Linked DNA regions of Mus musculus: all the other regions are linked to region 2. The links are chromatin contacts, called in public HiChIP or PLAC-seq and promoter capture Hi-C maps. All regions are on one chromosome and are shown on one strand. The core of a region is the stretch at or near the end of the contact, and the rest is flanking DNA. Distances in the headings are between cores, read along the strand shown. Region 1 holds the start of Fam32a (family with sequence similarity 32, member A). Region 2 holds the start of Bst2 (bone marrow stromal cell antigen 2). Region 3 holds the start of Gdf15 (growth differentiation factor 15).

Region 1 (3,820 bases), core at 1,109-3,608, 680 kb after region 2:
GCAGGACCTGGATTCAATTCCCAGAACCAACATGGCACCTCACAAGAATTTGTAACTCCAGTTCCAGGGCATCCAACACCCTGTTTTGGCCTCCTTGGGTATCAGGCATACACATGGTGCACTTAGATACACGCAAGCAAAACACTCATACACAACATATATATGTTTTATATATAAAACCATAGAACACACGCACAGAGACACTCTTAAAGCCAGAAAGAAAGTCTTTATTGTTGGCCAGAGGCTGCCTGGTGAACTTCCCATGTTGTGCATCCCCAAGGCTCACAGTTCTTTGTATTTAATGCACAAAAATCACGTCCTGGTTGAGATACTTTAGTTAGCAATAATAGCAAGAAGCAGAAGTGAAAGGCAAGGTTAGTATATTTAGGGACTTTCCTGGATTCTGGAACTATGGACTAGATTTTTGATGGATTAGATCTTTGTTCCCATTTTTGCAGGTTTTGGTCCTGGGTTTTAAGGTCAGAATGGTGCTCTCAATGTGGTTCTGGAGTCTGATTTTATATATATTTAGCCATGGAAGCTAGGGTGGTTCCCAAGCTATGGTCCAGCTAGAGTCCGACAATTCAATAATTGTTTACTCCACAATGCTAAATGTCTTGGCTGGTCTTCAGTATATGCTGGAATCCCAAAGAAGCAGGCTCTAATGTCAGTGAAAGTACAGAATGCACTATAAAAAGCTAGGGCAAACATGCATCAGCTGCCAGAAAAAAGTGTGTCCCAAATTAAAAGTGGATTTTTCCATCTCAAATGATCTGGATTAAAATTGGATCTTCCCATTTTAAATGATTTACTTAGAAAAAAATCAACACTTTTATTGAGTTTTATTTAATTCAAGATGTAGTCAAGCTGTAAACCAAGAATAGCCATCAGATATAGAATAATAAGTGAGCCTGGTGTAGTGGCTCAGGCTTAACATCCAGAACTAAGGGAGTCACAAGCTTCGGGGCTGTGTAAGGAGAGCCTCGCACACAGAGAGAGCCTCTCACAGAACAGCAGTAGGGGCCTGATTCCCTGGACACACAGTGGAAGGAGCAAAGCAGCTCCCACAGTTGTGCTCTGACCTCTACTTGCTCTACACAGCACACAAATAAATAAATGTAACCTCCCCACTCCCCAAAATTGCTATAGAAAAAAAAAAATCCCAGCACATCTGTGATCCCAGTAGTTGGGAAGTAAGGTTGCTGGGCATGGTGGCACGCACCTTTAAACTCAGCCCTTGGGAGGCAGAGGCAGGTGGATATCCCTGAATTCACAACAGCATAGCCTACATAAGGAGTACAAGGACAGCCAAGGCTACACAGTGAGACCCTGTCTCAAAACAAACAAACAACCAAAAAGACAGTTTAATCATCTGCTACATAGCAAGCCTGTCCTCTATAAAACATCAACAAGACAAGCTAGGGCAGTGGCACACACCTGCAGTTCCAGTTTTCTGCATGCTCAGTCAGAACTGCAGCAAGCTAGAGGTCAGAGCAGTCTACACAGCAAATTCCACGTTTATCAGACTCATTTAGTGTCATGACACTTCTGCCCTCAAACTCACAGAAAAATAATTGTGACCATTGAGATGACTCAGCAGACAAAGGATCTTCGTCTATAAATATGACCACATCAGTCTGATTCCCAGGAACCCACAGCATAAGGCCTGAGAGTACTGCAAAGTGTCCTCTGTACTCCACGTGTGCTCTGGCACGTGTGTACACACACTCACATACACGTATACAGGTAACTAACTTTTAATGTAATTTTAAAGATTTATTCTTTCTTTTTTTTTTTAAGATTTATTTATTATTATATGTAAGTACATTGTAGCTGTCTTCAGACACACCAGAAGAGGGAGTCAGATCTTGTTACGGATGGTTGTGAGCCACCATGTGGTTGCTGGGATTTGAACTCTGGACCTTCGGAAGAGCAGTCGGGTGCTCTTACCCACTGAGCCATCTCACCAGCCCCAGATTTATTCTTTCTTATTACTTATTTCGAGACACAGTCTTTAGTTCTGGCTGACCTGAAGTCACTACATAAAACACGCTGAATCCAGAGATCCAGAGATCCTCCTGTCTCTGTCTCTGGAGTTCTGGGTAATTGTAATTTTCTAAATTGGAAAAAAAGTAATTAAGTAAATAATGCCACAAAGCAAAAGTGGATGCCCATAAAGTCAGAAATGGACGCCCAAATACGAAGTGTGTCTTTAGGCGAGCTATGTTGTTGGACAGTTGCCAAGACTACCCGAGACCGGAAGTGTGCACTTACTCTGAACCCTGAGGACGCGTGCGTCCTAGCTGACCAATCAGAAGGAAGCGAGGAGGGTTTCGGCCGGAAGTACTGTATGCAAACAGGAAGTGTGGCGGAGTTCCCGGGGCACGGCTTGCGAGCGCTATGGAGGCCTACGAGCAAGTCCAGAAGGGCCCCCTGAAGCTGAAAGGCGTGGCAGAGCTCGGCGTGACAAAGCGGTGAGGCCCGGGAGCCCGCGGTCTGTCCCTGAGGGCCGACCCCCAGCTCCGGCCCCTCTTACCGTCCCCCTCTCTCTCAGGAAGAAGAAGAAGAAAGACAAAGACAAGGCCAAGATGCTGGAGGCCATGGGGACGAGCAAGAAGAGCGAGGAGGAGAAAAGGCGCTGCCTGGACAAGCGCACGCCGGCGCAGGCAGCCTTCGAAAAGATGCAGGAGAAGCGGGTGAGGCAGGGGCAGAACAGGCCGGCTCCAACTGCCCGTGTAGCCCAGGCCTTCTCCCAACTCCTGGTAGCCTGGTAGCCCTGCCTAAAGTGGTCTTCTTGTGAACTGGGAAGACAGATGTCATCAGCTCTTAATGCTAGCCAAGTTCATTGTTCTTAAGTTACCACAAAGTCTGTTTCCATGACAACTCGCTTTCCTAGCTTCAAATGTACTTTTGTTATTTGAAGGTTGTGTGTGTGTGTGGATGGAACCCAGGCTCTTCTGTAACTCTCTATGTAGGCTGCAGTTGGCCCTGAACTACTGCCTCAGCTTTTTAGTTCCTGGAGAGGCTAGCATGGCCCACAAGGCCATACTAGTTATTTTGGGTGTTTGTTTGTTTGTTTAGTTTGCTTTGAGACAGGTTTCTTTATGTAGCCTTGGTTGTCCTGGCACTATCTCTGTAGACTTGAACTTCTAGGATGCAGTGTTACAATGTGATATCCCTGTTGAGAAAACCCAGGAAGGCACCTTCTCCATCTAACAAAGGGCATCAATTATGTATTGGAACTCCCACAGAGTTTCTGGGATGTGTGGGTCACCTTGCTGTCTCCCAGCCAATTGTGTTCTCTGGTCTGGTATAGCCTGTACTTCAGTGGAGTGTTTTGTTTTGTTTTTTTGCCTCTGCAATTGAATAACGACATGGGCTGGCTGGCTACGGTCTTGTGGCCCTTCTGGGCACCCTAATTGGACAACTTGATACAAACTAGAGTCCCCTAGGGTCTGCCACCCCTTCCTGCTGTCGTTGGTAGCTCTGGTCCTGAGTGGAAGACTTTATTTATTATGTATGCAGTGTTCTGCCTGCATATATGCCTGCAAACCAGAAGAGGGCACCAGGCCTCATTATAGATGGTTGTGAGCCACCATGTGGGCTGGGACTTGAACTCAGGACCTCTAAGAGAGCAGTCAGTGCTCTTAACCTCTGAGCCATCTCTCCAGCCCTGGGTGGAAGACCGTTGGAAATTTTTATTTATGTGTATGAGTGTGTTGTCTTCTTGTGCTGTGCTGCCAGAGGGGGAGCCGAAGGCAATGCAGCTTGGACTGTTGGAGCACACGCTCAGGCATGGTGCCTCCTCAGGCTCCTTTGG
Region 2 (4,146 bases), core at 776-3,275:
TAGGTGCATGTGTAGGCCAGAGATGTTCAGCGTTGCTCCCTGAACATGAAGCTCACTGTTTGGGCTAACCAGGCTAGGCAGTGAGCTCCAGGATATTTCTGTCTGTCCTCCAGAATGGAGCTCCAATCATATAATTCCAGCCAATCTGTAAGTGGGTGCTGGGTATTCAGCCTCAGGTCCTCAACACCCCACGGTGGTGGTGTAGGCTTTCCTGATTAGGCCTTCTTCACAGCTCACACCTGAGCTGTAGACTGTGTGAGCCAAGTGGAGCCCAGCTTTTGAAGGAAGTGCAGTCTGGAGGGGAGTGGGTGGCGGTGGGCAGGGAGAGCTGTCTCTAACCTCAGATTCTCCAGCTCCTGGTTCAGCTTCGTGACTTCATCTGCGATGACACAAGCAGAGGGCTGGTCGGTATACTGCTGCTAAGTGAGCAGCCAGAAGGGGGAGAGGGCGGGGACAGCCAGAGCACCCCAAGGGAACACCTGGGATGCATCTAACCACCAAGGCCACACAGCAGCCAGTGTGGTCAGGCAGAGGGGGTGGGGGTGGGGTAATAAGGAGAAAGGAATCAAAGGAAGGCCAGCCTAAGGCCTTCTGCAGGGCTGTAGAAGCACCAGTTTAGAGAACACTTGGGAAACCCAGCAGATCTGTGGCCTCCACCCTCCTGACAACGTTCTTCCTACCCACCCTCTGCTCTCTGCTGACATAAACCCCTACTTCCACTCCCCAAGCTTTATTCCTTCATCCCTGGCACTCTGTCTGTCTCTGGGAAGAAACCAAACTTCCAAGCAGTGGGCTCATGACCCTGCCACCCCTTCATGTGGGTCAGCACCTCTCCCCAAGTCCCAACCTGGAGGCCTAAGCTATTCCCTCCCAGCTCCACTGGACCTCCCCCTCCCCCTGCCCCCCTCTCACTCTCAAGCTCCTTGATGCGGGCCTGCTGCTCCAGGGCTTGAGACACCTTCTTCTCCAGGGACTCCTGAAGGGTCACCTGATCAGAAAAGCGGCACAAACATGGGTTGGCTGTTGTCCTGGCCCCTAGGAAACTTCCAGGCAAAGGCATCTGAGACCTTCTCAAGCAAAGCCCCTTTCAGGTTCCCCTCCAACACTCTCCGTATCCACCCAGTCCTACCAAGGTGTAATCTCCAAAACGGCAATTTTAAGTGCCCACATAGGAGTTTGAAAACTCTTCGTAGTTAACCCCTAGTAGAAAGTTCCAGATATTCTCCTACACAAACACACAGCAGAACCGGGCTTCCCAGACAAGGTCTCTCAGAGACATATTAAAAGTTTCAATAATTTGCTAGGTGTGGTGGCTCATGTTTTTAATACTAGCACTTGAAAGGCAGCATTTGAGGCCAGCCTGGTCTACAGAGTGACTTTTAGGACAGCCGGAGCAATTTAGGAGACCCTGTTTCAAAAAATTCAATCAGGGCTGAGTGATATCCCAGTGAAGCCAAATGCTGGTCCCTAAGTCAGGTTCGAGCTCTCCAACTCAAGCACTCTACACAAAGTTTGGAGAGTCACCAAAGGAAGGGAGGATACTGAGGCCCCTGATTGCAGAGCTGTAGGGAGTTCTAAGGTCTCCCAGGATTTCAGTCTTTAGTAGCTGGCCTTCGAGGTGGGGGTGGGGGACTTGCTTGGCTGTTTCAAAGCCACTGGAGGGGACGGATTCCAGGCTTACCACGGTCAGGTTGCAGGAGTTTGCCTGTGTCTCGGCCTGCAGCAGACTGTCCTGGGTGCGGGTGAGCTGGCGCTGCAACAGGTGCGTGGTGTTCCGGCACTCAGCCTGCGCTCGCAACCCGTCTCTACAGGCCACGCTGTTCGCTGTGACGGCGAAGTAGATTGTCAGGATGACTAAGGTAACCCCGAACAGGACCACCAAGATCGCGGCCCCCAGCCACTGCCGGTGGCTGCCCCATCCTTGCTTCCCCCCCATCTCATCCATGGGCACGGGCAGATAGTGATAGAAAGAGGGCGCCATGTGATCCGTCGATCCTAGAGGGCTCAGGAACCCTTTCCAGGCCACGCCCTTATTAGCATAACCCCGCCCCACCACTGCTTCTAGCAAATAGCAACTTCAGGAGTCCAACGCAATTCTAGAGCCGCCGGGTTGCAAACTGCTAGTGGAGAAACTGCAGCCTTTCAGTTTCATTTTCCTGGAATGCCCCTAGAAGCAAGAGAAACTTCTGGAATTCAACTCAAATTCTTGGCCTTCGCTGGCCAGTCACCTGGTGCCTGTGGGCTTGGGACTCGACTTAACAGTGGCTGTCCGCCGGGCGGTGGTGGCGCACGCCTTTAACCCCAGCACTTGGGAGGCAGAGACAGGCCGGTTGTCGGTTTGGTCTCCTAGAAGGGGAACTAAGACTTCAAGGTTCAGTTGTGGACTGAAGACCAAAGGCCAAGGTTTGAGGTCAGGGGTCTCCATTCACGAAAGGATCGTGGGAGCTATTGAGAATCTGTATATTGAGAATAGTGGCTACAGAGCAGCGGGCAGGAAACCAAGCCTGGCCAGGTAGCAAAGTGTGCCTCCCAGCTCTTGTCCTGGCATCAGGAGCAACCTGGCGGGGAAAACCTGCCTGCGGGAAAACCTCTGTGAACGGGGTAAAAAAGGAGTGTTTCAGTGAGCACCAGGCACTCAGAGAGGGCTTGGCCTGGCTTTGGGCAAAAGTGACATGAAGCATGACCTGGAGTTAGCATAGGGGTTGTCCTTGATTTCCTATCCTTCTGTCTCTGCCTCCCGAGTGCTGGGATGGCAGGTGTGCTCCACTACTCTGGAATCCTCCCTGGCTCCGCTGAATGTCCTGAATGGTACCCACCTCAAAACACTATGGAGTCTTTACTGAGGACACATAGGGCAGACCACATTCAGTCAAGGGGTTCTCTTCAGGACTGAAACTGTGTGGCCAAAGCACTAGTATATGGAGAGATTACGTTTTCTGTCCTTGTGAAGACCAGTTTGCATAGGAGGACTCGGTGTTGTGTTTTATAAAAAGAAAAAGAAGCCAGGGATATGTTTGATGGGGGTGTGGTATGGTGTGGGGGAAGAGGGTGCTTCTGCAGGCCCAGGCTGAGGCCCCCAGGGTACCAGTCACACAATGGGATGTAGAGTATAGAATAGAGTTTATTTAGGGCATGGGGAGGGGAGTTGAGGGCCTAGTAGAGACAGAGAAAGGCAGAGAGAGAGAGAGAGTAGAGGAGTAGAGGCTAGCCGGGAACAGGTAGAGAGAGAGGTGGGAGGGGAATGGGGAGAGAGGAGGAAGAGGGTAAAGGGAGCAAGATCTAGAAGAGGAGAAAAGAGAGGAAGAGGCAAGCAGCCCCTTTTATAGTGAGTCAGGCACACCTGGCTGTTGCCAGGTAACTGTGGGGCGGAGCCTAGATGAAATGCCAATGTTATGCCCAGTTCTCAGGAACCCCAGAACAACATCAGGAATTTCGAGTTTGATGCAAGAACAAAGAGAGTCTTTATTGTTATATGATTGCAAGCCTTCTCTACTCAAAGGTTAAGAATTAGATGCTCTCGTCCTGGGGCTTGGAATATATGTGTATGTATATGTATATGTATATGTATATGTATATGTATATGTATATGTATATGTATATGTATATGTATATGTATATGTATATGTATATGTATATGCACATGCATAAGTTGGGATCCTCAAACTTTGGGATTACCTGACTGGGGAGGTGATAAGGAAGTGCCATCCTTCAAACCTGATTACATCAGTGGGGTGGAACGGTGCAGCTGGAAAGGGACTTTCCTGAGCTGGGAAAAGTAAAAAGAAAAAAGGAAAAATACACTTTCAGAAGCTAGTGCATTTTACAAACTGGTCACAGCTGTCTGGGAACACTTAATTGCTTCTTTCCCAGAGTCCAAGAGTGGGCTTTTTATCACTTCAAGGATATTGGTCCCTGCTTCCTTCAAGGGCAGGAGCCATCTGCACCAGAGAAGCATTGGCTATTAATCAAAGGGAGGGTGAGTCTCGGTGACATGGAGGGTAGGGTATGCTGCTTTTTGTCTGTTCCCAAGGCTGGCATCTGCCCCTCCCCTGGGGAGGTTCTTCAGGGGAAAGGGAGATGTAGACATCCAGCAGCCATGGATGAACTGGGTTTACCTGAAAGCGGGGCTGGAAATTAAAAAGAGAT
Region 3 (3,894 bases), core at 536-3,035, 910 kb before region 2:
CCTGGCTGTCCTGGTAACTCTCCATGTAGGCCAGGCTGGCCTTGAACTCACAGATATTTGCCTGTTCTGTGCCACCCCTCACCCCCACCCCAAACCCTCGTGCTGGGATTAAAGACGTACACCGCCACCTTCTGGCTTAAAGTTGATTTTGCTCTTAGCGACAGAGATCCCTAAGGTCTGCCCTGCGCAGGACAGCATGGATCTCTCCAACCTTTTCCCAAGCCTCTGAATAAAGTGTTTAACAAACAGAAGTTGGTTTTCTTTAAAGCAGGGTTTGGTTGCCTACACCTGTCTTCCCAGAACTTGGGAAATGGAGGCAGAAGGATTGCCCTGAGTTTGAAATCGACCTGGGCTACAAATAAAATTTGGGGAGGTTCTCACTCTGTAGTCCCAGCTGGCCTTGAACTCAAGGCAATTCTGCTTCAACCCCCGGAGTAGTTAGGATGGCAGACATGCGCCACCACATCCAAGTGTAGCTTTGCAGATCTTTAGGGAGAGCTACAGTTCGCTTGGATTCACACAACCCTAGCGGATTTGTAAGGGGGCGTGACCCAAATCAGCCTGGGCCCGCCCTCAGCCCTGCTGGGTCCCAGAGCTGAGTCCAGTCCCCTGGATCCTCCTCCCTCCCATCCAAGCGACTGTCACTTGTTACTGTAGCAGTCTCTTTACAAGCGATTGCGTCAGATTTCCGATCCAGTTCCCGCAGGTTCTTTCCGTTTGGCTCCCAACCTGGCTCCTGTCCCTCCCTCTTCCCTCCAGGACCCTCTAACCTTCCCCCATGTCCTCCCCAACTCGAGTGCTGTGCATCTCCAGGAGCGACCTTGACCTCTCTGGACATCATTTGTCCAGCTCCGGTCTAGGGACGGTCATCCGTCCTACTCTGGCTGAGCCCGCTGCTGGCAGCTCCAGAGGTCACAGCAGGGGAAACTGAGTCTCGGAAGCTGGGCTGGGCTCGTGGACTTGAGTGTGTTGGTTGGAGCTTGGAGAGGGTGTTCCTGAAGTGGGTCCCTGGTTGCTACTCACCCTCTGGACTGAGTATCCGGACAGCTGGGTCAGGACTTGGTTCTGAGTTCGAGTCCTCTCGGCTCTGGTTGGCATGCAGCCGGCTCAGCAGGTCCTGGAAGCGACCCCGTAGCTCGTCGGCGTTGAGTTGGGACTCAGGGCCGGAGGGTCGCTGTTCAGGCATTGCCAGGGCGTCCCCCTGCGATGGCCATGACAGCAGCAGCAGCAACAGCAGCAGGAACAGCAGGAACCTCAGTTGAGAGCCGCCTGGAGGCTGGGCCTGGAGCGCGGGCGGGGCCATGTCGCTTGTGTCCTGAGTGTGTCTTTGAGTTAAGCCCTCTGCAGCTGCCTTTATACCCACTGGACTCTGTCCGCTCCGCCCCCGTGTGCGATGCCAACTCGGGTGACCAGGCTAATTCGGGCGGGAATCCCAGGGCTCCGCAGGGGGAGGGGGTGGGAGGGAGGGAAACCGCCGGGCTGGGACCTGAGTGAGGGCTGATCGTCCCCACAGAACATGTGATGGAGTCCAGACTGAAGTTCAAGTGGCTTCTTCCTTCCTCTTGGGACCAGGACTCTCTCCCTCTCTCTTTCCTCCTCTCTCCCTCCCTCCTCCCTCCACCCCCATCAAAGGTGAAGCCAAGGAAAACCTAGAAAAGGCAAGTTCAGGCAAGTCACCCCTATGCCTCAGTGTCCCAGGAGTAGACATTACAGCCGTGCCCAAATGGGCTGGGACATAAGGACAAATCAGGGACTGCACCTCTTCGGTGTCCTCTGTGGGACTCCTACCAATCCTTCAAAACCCTGTACGAACAGTTGTCGCTTCAGGAACCAGATTTACCTTTCAGGATGACTGGATGCTCACACGTGCCCTGCCCTGTGCCTGCCTCAGTATCCCCAGACCAGGGGTTCCTCTTGGGAATGGAGGGAAGAGGAAATCTGCTGCGGGCCTCCTTCCAAACAGGAGGCGGCAGGTGGCTGGAGGGGGTGGGCAGTTCGTCTCAGGCTCAGATAGAAGATGGAGGAGGAGGATGAAGGTGCCAGGAGCCCCATCCACGGTCAGCCTGGGCCCTGAAAGGGTAGTGGCTGTAGTTAGGGCCTCTGGGGAAGACAGGAGTGAGCAAGGAGGGGCACCAGGTGTCATCAAGGGCTCCTGCTGGGGTCCCTCCCAGTATTTACATACTGCTGGGTGGCCTCTGACCTGTGGGGTCACTCCAGGTTAATGACTGACTAGGGTTACTCCATGTCCCCCTGTGAAGACAAGGTAGGTGCATGGTAAGTCTTCACCCGCCATCTCCTTTGTCCAAGACCAGGATGACCCCCAGAACCCTCCCCAAACTGATTCCAGACCACTCCTCCTCAGATCCAAGCCCCACCCCTGATGCACTGCCCAGAACTACCTGTTTGCTCCAGGACCCTTTGCCTACGGGGGTGACTCTTAAAGATCAATGTGGAGAGAGGTGGCACCGCCCTTGGGATCGCAGCTGTGGGCAGTTTTGAGGTATCTGCACTCTGTGAGGAGGCACAGCATGGTGGCCACCTGGCCGGTGAGAGTGGGGTTCTGGGATTATGTTCATCTCTGACCGTTTTCCCCCAAATTTAAGTCTCAGAGTTGGATTCTCTGCCCTGGGCGAGCTGCTGATCTCCGAATCATATCCCAGAGGATAATACTGCAGTCTTCTGGTCCCAGGCCAGCCATTGAGCCTCAGTTTCTCTTTCTGTGAAAGGCTGCTGTGGTCTACATCGTCAGGGTAGGGGTACAGCGGGGGCCGGGGGTGCACGCTACAAATTGAGGGACTATCCCGCGGTCCCATGTGACCTTGGACAAGTTTCTCAGCCTCTCTGCGCTGCAGAGCAAAGGCCAAGGATCAGGATACAGCTGTCTTGCTGCGTGAGATGAGAGGTTGAGACAGGACCATCATGGGTCACAGGTGGGGAAACTGAGGCTGGGGACGGCCCAAAGTCTCTTGGGATGCAGATGGCTTCGTAGATATGGAGCTCGGGAGTGGGCCGAGCAGCTGCCCACTCCCACACGGGGAGCCCTGTGCGGTCTGGATGCTGGGACAGGCCTCGATGTTCTCAGCACTTCTGTACCCCACCTAACCCCACAGGCCGCAGACAGATGCAACCTCAGCCAGCCCAGGTTGCCTCTCTGGCCCTCGGTGTCTTCCTGTGATGGGTCCCAACTTTCCTAACCCACACAGGCCCCTTCAAAAAAGTCACCAGGGCTTCCTGTTTAGGATCCCACTTCGCCAGGCATCTGTGCCCCCTCAACACACACCCACTGCTGTGTGTGACCAACTATACCTTCAGCTTCATCCCGTGGGGTCACCACAAGTTGTGGTAGAGAACTAGAGATGCCCATGTGACCTGAGTACACAGTAGGAGCTCCTGTGCACCTTGAAATTCACACTCTCAGCTGCTTGTCGATAGAGACCCAGGCCTAAAGTCTCAGTCAGGTGTCAGGGTGTCACTTGGGGGTTAAAACAAGACTGTCAGAAGCCTAGGGGACAGTTCCTCCAGGTTCATAGAACTTTCACTCTGTGAATCCAAACCCACAATCCCCCTGCCTCAGTCTCCTGGGTGTCAAGATGATGGAAAATGAGCTACCAAGCTCTTCCTTGCTATATATAGTATTCCACTCTTCCTACAGTGTGGTGACCAGGCCAACGACCAACTGGGCATCTGTCTCTTTAAGACCAGGATCAGTCAGCCATTCACTTTATTCATGGAATGTTCTCCAAAGGGCTCCATACCAACAAGGCTCCATGGGGTCCCCCATCCTCTGATAAGCATCATCACCCCCCAAACACAGATTTCTGGTTCACAAAACTCTGGAATGTGGCATTGTGCCAACTTGGCTCCTCTTTCCTCAAAATCCTTAGCTGGTGACCT

What was found. Promoter capture Hi-C pulls out the DNA fragments that hold promoters and counts their contacts. HiChIP or PLAC-seq counts read pairs in DNA pulled down with a chosen protein or histone mark.
Region 1: a promoter capture Hi-C map of the HPC-7 cell line shows a contact between it and region 2. The contact joins the promoter of Fam32a here to the promoter of Bst2 in region 2. A contact is called at or near these places in 3 of 39 promoter capture datasets (the HPC-7 cell line, HPC-7-derived erythroid cells, cranial neural crest and 1 more) and 2 of 115 datasets of contacts at active chromatin or transcription factors (embryonic stem cells and large pre-B cells).
Region 3: an H3K27ac HiChIP or PLAC-seq map of bone marrow-derived dendritic cells shows a contact between it and region 2, with 5 times the contacts expected there. The contact joins the promoter of Gdf15 here to the promoter of Bst2 in region 2. A contact is called at or near these places in 2 of 39 promoter capture datasets (pre-B cells and second pharyngeal arch cranial neural crest) and 1 of 115 datasets of contacts at active chromatin or transcription factors (bone marrow-derived dendritic cells).

Annotation. Positions count from the first base shown.
Region 1 is chr8:72,217,387-72,221,206 of GRCm38.p6, forward strand. It overlaps Fam32a (family with sequence similarity 32, member A), which reads left to right and starts at 2,359. Exons shown (of 4, transcript NM_026455.5): 1 at 2,359-2,474; 2 at 2,555-2,696. The coding sequence starts at 2,401.
Region 2 is chr8:71,535,447-71,539,592 of GRCm38.p6, forward strand. It overlaps Bst2 (bone marrow stromal cell antigen 2), which reads right to left and starts at 2,026. Exons shown (of 5, transcript NM_198095.3): 1 at 1,682-2,026; 2 at 913-988; 3 at 340-379. The coding sequence starts at 1,981.
Region 3 is chr8:70,630,310-70,634,203 of GRCm38.p6, forward strand. It overlaps Gdf15 (growth differentiation factor 15), which reads right to left and starts at 1,786. Exons shown (of 2, transcript NM_011819.3): 1 at 1,024-1,786. The coding sequence starts at 1,303. Gm34154 (a long non-coding RNA gene) reads left to right here and starts at 2,254. Exons shown (of 2, transcript XR_870495.2): 1 at 2,254-2,546.